Regions from separate parts of the Sus scrofa genome. Here region 1 is linked to region 2. A link is a contact called in public Hi-C data. All regions are on one chromosome and are shown on one strand. Each heading gives the region's core, a stretch centred on a gene start, on an enhancer-like site or on the middle of the called end of the contact. The rest is flanking DNA. Distances are from core to core; before and after follow the strand shown. Region 1 overlaps PRR16 (protein Largen). Region 2 overlaps PRR16 (protein Largen).

The links. A called contact is a pair of places that touch in the nucleus more often than the background predicts.
Region 1: a contact with region 2 is called in a Hi-C map of liver, with 2.1 times the contacts expected there. The contact joins two enhancer-like sites. A contact is called at or near these places in 3 of 47 Hi-C or Micro-C datasets (liver and skeletal muscle).

Annotation. Positions count from the first base shown.
Region 1 is chr2:124,433,384-124,436,937 of Sscrofa11.1, reverse strand. All of the region lies in intron 2 of PRR16 (protein Largen), which reads right to left. The region is part of intron 1 of LOC110259454 (a long non-coding RNA gene); the gene reads left to right. Among named protein-coding and RNA genes, the nearest start is that of PRR16, 240 kb to the right of the region's middle. Within about 2 kb of position 1,532, at least 1 of the 83 cell types and tissues checked has an H3K27ac peak or open chromatin away from gene starts, as enhancers often do. A contact at or near this core is called in liver, where this site is marked.
Region 2 is chr2:124,246,846-124,250,526 of Sscrofa11.1, reverse strand. All of the region lies in intron 1 of PRR16 (protein Largen), which reads right to left. Among named protein-coding and RNA genes, the nearest start is that of PRR16, 49 kb to the right of the region's middle. Within about 2 kb of position 1,861, at least 2 of the 83 cell types and tissues checked have an H3K27ac peak or open chromatin away from gene starts, as enhancers often do. A contact at or near this core is called in liver, where this site is marked.

The sequences.
Region 1 (3,554 bases), core at 283-2,782, 190 kb before region 2:
TGGACTGAGATGTGTTGCTTGATAATAACAGTGTCGTGGCTCCTAACAGTAGGGGATCCCAGAAGTCTAACATTAATAAACATATGCTAAGTTTTAACCCTTTTAAATAAGTTGCAGTTAATTTTACTATGTTCAAATCAAAATTTTGTTATCCAACTCCAACCACCTATTCCCAAAATTTAGGCAAATGTGAGCTGATGAAATTAAAGATTTGTTACATACTTTTGTTTCATCAATGGGTTTCATATCAATTTTTAACTTTCCCTTGGTATTCTAATCTCTGGGAAAAAGCAGTCACTTATATTTTGTCTTCACATGGTCACGATTTAGAGGGAAGTAAAACTTAAATGTTTTGAAATGATGTTGAAATCAAATATTCTACTTGTAAGAATTTACTAGTAATGAACATTATATTAAACTTTTTGTTTTACTTATGGGTATAAAAAATAGAGCATCATTTGGACAATTGTCACTAATAGCAGTATCTTCAAAGTTCATTCATTTCATCAAATATTTAATTAGCATCTACTATATATCTCTAAAACTGAGCTGCTTATTCTCCTACGGAGAAAGAAGACCTTTGTGCTGTGATGCTGCTGCTGCCTTGATAATGACTATTACTGTTTTTTGTTTGTTTGTTTTATCTTTTTAGGGCTGCAACCATGGCATATGGAAATTCCCAGTCTAGGGACTAAATCAGAGCTGTAGCTGCCTGCCTATACCACAGCTCACAGCAATGCAGGATCCCTGACCCTCTGAAAGAGGCCAGGGATGGAACCCGCAACCTAATGGTTACAAGTCGGATTCATTTCAGCTGCACCGCAGTGGGAACTCCAACATTGTTTTAATGCTCAGCTTAAAAAAAAAAAAAAAAAAATCCACAGTAAGTAAGTGACTAGATACAGTTTCCAGTGCTTTAAGAAACAGAAAAACACAAGTAAAAGACATAGTACGTCACCAGTACAAATCTACTAGAATAGATAAAAGACAGGCAATGTCAAATTTTGGGAAGGATTTGGTACAATCAGAACTCTCATGTACTGCTGGTTCACCTACACATTTGTACAAACACTTTGTAAAAACCTTTCAAAGTATCTACTAAAGCTGAACGAATGGATACATAAAAATCATCAATTCCTAAGTGTAGATTTAACATACAGATAGCTTGAAAAGCAGTTATTAGAAAGTTTATAGTGTCACTGTTTAAATACATAATAGCCAAAAACTGCAAACTTTACTGTTAAGGATGTTTATCAACACTAAATTGTGGCATATTTCCATAATAGCAGTATGTAAGAATGAGAATAAAAATCAAAAATTACGAACGATAACATATATAAATCTCACAGAATGTCAATTGAAAAAAGTTATAAAATCTGTGCACTTATCTTCCTGTGTATATACATTATAAAACAGATAAAACTAATCTGTAACACTGGAAATCAAAAAGCAATGACTGAGGTGAGAGATAGTAACTGAAAAGGAGCATATAGTGGCTTTGGAAATACTGGTAATGACCTATTTCTGGATCTCAGTGCTGCTTACACAGTATGTTTAGTTTGAGAAAATCCACTGAGTTGTAAACTAAGGCTAGATGGACATTAATGTAGGCATGTAATTTAATAAGAGGGATTTTTTTTTAAGGATAAAGAGGTTCAGAAAAAAATAAAATATAATTTCTTTATTAAAAGATACTTTTCACAGCCAGTAATTTTCAGGAAAAATTGTTTTCTTAAATGAAATTAAAGACGAACGTGCAAAACTTTAAATGCATTAAAAAATGCGCTTGAATTTTTTTCACAGTTTATGTAATGCAGCCAGCTTAAGCTGATCTATTCTAAACAGTCTTTGACCACTGTGACAGTCCAAAATCAACACGTTTTATTTACATATGTAAGGTCCTTCCAGGGTACATTTACATCATCAAAGACAGACAAAGATGTGTTCAATTTCATTTAATCTATTTGGTTAAATTTTCACTCTTTGAAGATCAGTAGAACCATGTGTGGTATCTAATGGAAAATATTTCAGATTATTTGCTTAATTAGCTGGTTATGTGAGGGTATATGGTTCATTATTTATATTCGAAAGACATTTCATTTTAGAAGTATGTAATTTTGTTCTATATTTTCTTTCTTCCTTTCTTCTCACATGTACACCTAATAAACAGATAGGTTTACAAAAGTATGAGTACTAGAATGTTTATAGCATCACTGTTTACAATAGTCCCAAACTACAAAGTTCACTATTAGTGATGCTTGTCAACAATGGAATAGATAATTAAACTGTGATCTATTTCCATAATAGTAGTATATAACAATGACAATAAAAATCAAAAGCTACATACAATATGAATTACTCACACAGACATATTATCAATTGAAAGATGTTCAATTACTCATGAAATATTCATGAATTAAAAGTTCAACTACCCATGGCTGCATACTATTTTGCTGTGTGTGTGTATCATAAATCGTTATCCATTTATATGTCAACATTCAGGTTGTTGTCTTGGCTATAGTGAATAATGCCGCAGTGAACATGACAATGCAGGTTTCTCCTTGACATAATGATTTTGTTTTCTTTGATATAAACCTAGAAATGGAATTGCTGGATCATACTGCAGTTCTCATTTTAATTACTTGAAGAACCTCCATACTGTTTTTCATAGTGGCTATGTTAAAATTCTTCCTGATGTAAAATTAAGAATAAATGCTAGATTTGTTACTTCTCAGTTTTTTTAAAAAACTTCCTAGCAAATATTATCTTCTATCTGTGGACTACAATTAATATTTGACTAGGAAAGGTGATGTGTCAGAAACAGCAATATTATAGCTAGAGTACTCAGTGTTTAGCTTTCCCACATATCCTAGGTAGGAAAGTTAAGTTTAGGGAAAAAGTAAAACAGATCTGTCTCATGAGAAGTGTTAATCTTTATATCATCTTTCCAAAAAAAAATTGCATATACGGAGTTCCCGTCGTGGCGCAGTGGTTAACGAATCCGACTAGGAACCATAAGGTTGCGGGTTCGGTCCCTGCCCTTGCTCAGTGGGTTAACAATCCGGTGTTGCCGTGAGCTGTGGTGTAGGTCGCAGACGCGGCTCAGATCCCGCGTTGCTGTGGCTCTGGTGTAGGCCGGTGGCTACAGCTCCGATTGGACCCCTAGCCTGGGAATCTCCATATGCCGCAGGAGCGGCCCAAGAAATAGCAAAAAGACAAAAAAAAAAAAAATTGCATATACAAGCCAATTGGGGTTTTAGGTTTATGTTCCACTACTCAAACAAATAAGTTATTAATATGCCCTATTCCAATAACAGAAATGTGTGACTGTTATTACCCTAATATGGGCATCAGAGCCACCATCTGAGCTAAAAATCTATTGGACTTAAATGCCACTATCATTCCTCTAATGTACTAAGTAGCTTCCTGGGGAGTAGAGGTTGAAAAGGGAATGATGCCCTGAGAGGAGGTATTTGGAATGTATTTGTGTCTGAATCTACCTACATTTACATGTGCTATTCCAAAGTCACACCATCATGGTTCTCCTTAAATCA
Region 2 (3,681 bases), core at 612-3,111:
GCAGGTAAGAGACATTCTCTCTACAGTTCCAGGCAGACAGAAAGCTCATCATCACCTGGTAAGAGGAGCTGGATACCCTATCACTATTACGGCTTCTGCACATGTTCCTATCTGACTTTTATTTAAAATAATGCTAAGTAACTTAATTTGAATATTTTTGTTATTTAAGAAAGGTTTCTATAGAATAACTGATGATATTCTTTCAGTTCTACATGTTGTTTCCACACTGGGCAGAAGAAAGAGGAAAGGTAATTTCCATTCCTGTCTGTTTCCATTTACAGGCGACTGTCTTCTTCTAGAAGAGGAAATGAAATGTGCAGCCCTCAGTACTGTCCTTAAGGTGCTCTTTCTCCCTTCTTCTAAAATGACCCCACATTTGGGCACATGCATGTAAGTATTTGTCAACCCATTTACTGTCTTACCAGAAAGTTCAGGCAAACGTAAAAGGGAAAGGAAATCAATGTTAGATATGAGAGCCTTCTTCCAGGGCCCAGAGATCCATGGCATAGTCTCCAGTTTTGTTTGCATTTGCACTTGACATCTAAATATGTTCAGGGAGTTCCCGTTGTGGCGCAGTGGTTAATGAACCTGACTAGGAACCATGAGGTTGCGGGTTCGGTCCCTGCCCTTGCTCAGTGGGTTAACGATCCGGCGTTGCCGTGAGCTGTGGTGTAGGTCGCAGACGCGGCTCGGATTCCGCGTTGCTGTGGCTCTGGCGTAGGCCGGTGGCTACAGCTCCGATTCGACCCCTAGCCTGGGAACCTCCATATGCCGCGGGAGTGGCCCAAGAAATGGCAAAAAGACCAAAAAAAAAAGCAAGTTCATAATAACATCTAAAATAAATAAATAAATAAACAAATAAATATGTTCAGACACTATTTAAGCTATACTTCTCACTTCATGACTTAAAATTAGCCAGAGGCTACTCAGACTGCTATTTGCTAACATGTTAATTTGATTAGAGTGTCTCAAGGCTCTTTGCTTCCTTAATCCTCTAAGACCAAGGTCAGCAGACTACAGCCCATGAGCCAAATCTGGCCTTCCACCTGTCTCTGTACAGTCCATAAGCTAAGAATGGATTTTACAGATGAACATTAGCAATCAACTTGATGACAGGGAAGAATAACTTTGATCCACAATTAAGGAAAATGTTATTTCCCCTCAAAAAGAATTCAATTAGAGTTATCAGTAAACTTACATTACAAATATCTGTACTCATTATTATATTTTAAATTTCATGAATATAAATTTGTGAAAAAAGTGTTTATTAGGTAAGCATGTACATTATATCCTTGATTTTGATTCTCAGCCCACAAAGCCTAAAACAGTACTTGACCCTTTACAGAAAAAGTTTGCTGATCTCGCCTTTATTGGAACAAAGCTGGAGATGTTCCATGAAATGCAAAGGAAAACCTCCATAGCAGTTCAATTAAGGCAAGACTTCAAGGAGCTTCACCCTACATTTTTTTGCAGATTTCATATATATATATATATAAAACGTGTTCATTTTTCTCATTATAATGCATATTAACTAAATGACATAAATGACAAATACTTTGTCTTCACTGTCTTACTAAAACAGGTATTGCTGTTTTCAAATTAGTATTCATTGCTAACAGTGATTGATTGCATACTCAGTAATAATGAACTTCAAACCCTTTAGGTAGCCACTGTTCTTGTTTAAAGATGATAATGAAATGAGGCTCAGAAAGGTTAGCCAGCTTACCTGAGACACAGAGCTAATATGAGGCAAAGCTTACTCTGATCCCTGAGCTCCTATTCCTAATCACAATAAATACTGTCCCTGCTGTTGTTTACCCTCTCCTAGAAATTTCCTTTAACTATTTCCAGTGTCCATTTGTCCCAAAGGTAATAATCCTTCATTACTGTTCACTCTGCCCTCCAACTCCCATTCAGAAGCACCCACACTGGCATGGAGTTTTACAAGTGTAGCAATAGCTATTTCCCAATGCTAATATGAACTTCTAGTTCCCTAATGTTTAAATCACAAAGTCCAACATGGAATTCTCAATAAAGACCTAAACCCAAGAGCAAATGGAGAATGAGCTGTGGCTGTCAGATCCAACAGGATTGACTCATGGCCCTGAAACTAAGAACTTTGGTCAAGAAGCTAATTTACTGCAGCTTCCACTTGGGTGCTAACGTAAATAGGCTTCAGGGAGACATCATCTATCAAGGTGAAAACCTATACAGAGTTACAGGAAACACAGATAAATTGATCATGAAAGTAAATGCTTTAGCAGCAGGTAAACCTAGATTATCAATCCACTTCAACCAATAACTCACTGTGTTATACTGAATTCATTTCATGTAACCAGGAGTTTCTGATATGCTTACTGTTTTTACTTTGATGATTACTATATCATCAAACTTAGTTTCCATTATCCTAGGAAATTCCATGAGAAAATGATTCTATCTAATCAAATCAGGCATTACTGATTCTCTTCAAAGGCTCCCCTGGAATAGTTAAGACAGTTCTGCTACAGTGATATTACTGAAAACTTATAGTCTGATAGTCTGAAAATGCTTGTAAATTCTTAGAAAACAATTACTATGTATTAATTCATCTGTTTGTTTTGCTTTTACTAAGATCAGATTGCTCTAAATTTTTAAGAATGTGATTTTACCAACTATTGCACTTACAGACTATATTATCTTCTGATCAGTCTCTGGTAGACAGGAGTGGTGGTACAGGTAAAAGTGGCTCTATTTTCAAAGATGCACCCAACCAGGGTTTGACACATAGTAGAGCTCAGTAAGTGCTTTGTAAGATGAGTAAGTGAAGGAAGGCTACAATAATTCACGTTATTTCCTGAACTTGTTGCCTGAACAGAAAATCCGTAAGACACAGAAATGTATTCCGAAAGTCAGAAAGAGAAATAAGTGGTACATGATTACAATTAAATAACATAAACGCTTTAGGAAGATATACAGATCTGAGAGTAGCTGTATAACTGGATTTAGGAGTAACAAGGGATTGAGGTGGTCTGATCTGCTTTCCCATGAGGAAGTTCGGGTCTGGGTGGGACCTGGTGTGTGAACGGGGGACAGTTTGCCATGCTCACTGTCATGACAAGAAGGTGACCACAGGATGAGACCTGTACTACCCAGGCACAGAAAGTCTCTGGGAGCTCTCTACTACATTTTCCTCACAGTTCATACTTGGGCTGATCTTTACCATCAGAACACAAAAGACCAGATCTGGAATGGTGGACCTGACTTGCCCCCCACCCCCAGCCCCTTTTCCTGCCAGGAATGAAGAAAATCAGATTTCTCTCCAGATGTAGCTTAATCTGTTGTTACTGCACAGGGAAACACTTGTTCAAAAATGCTATTTCTCCTTTTAAAACACTTGAAACCTTTTAAACAGGGAACAGAGCTTATCATTATGCAATAACTCATCCATTGCCTTATTAAAAAAAATAAATAAATGCTACGCTCAGCAACTATTGCACCACTTTGACCATTTGAACTGCACAGTGAGTCCCCATCAAGGCTTATTTTTCTCAGTACACTAATGATTTAAAAACACTGACATGTTCTGTAACTGCTCTCTGTGTGTCATTTTGTCCACATTAGTTACTTATGGGTAAAGATTTGGCAAGACACGACCCTCACAATACATACCAGAATTTTCTACCCAATGGTTACTTTAAAAAT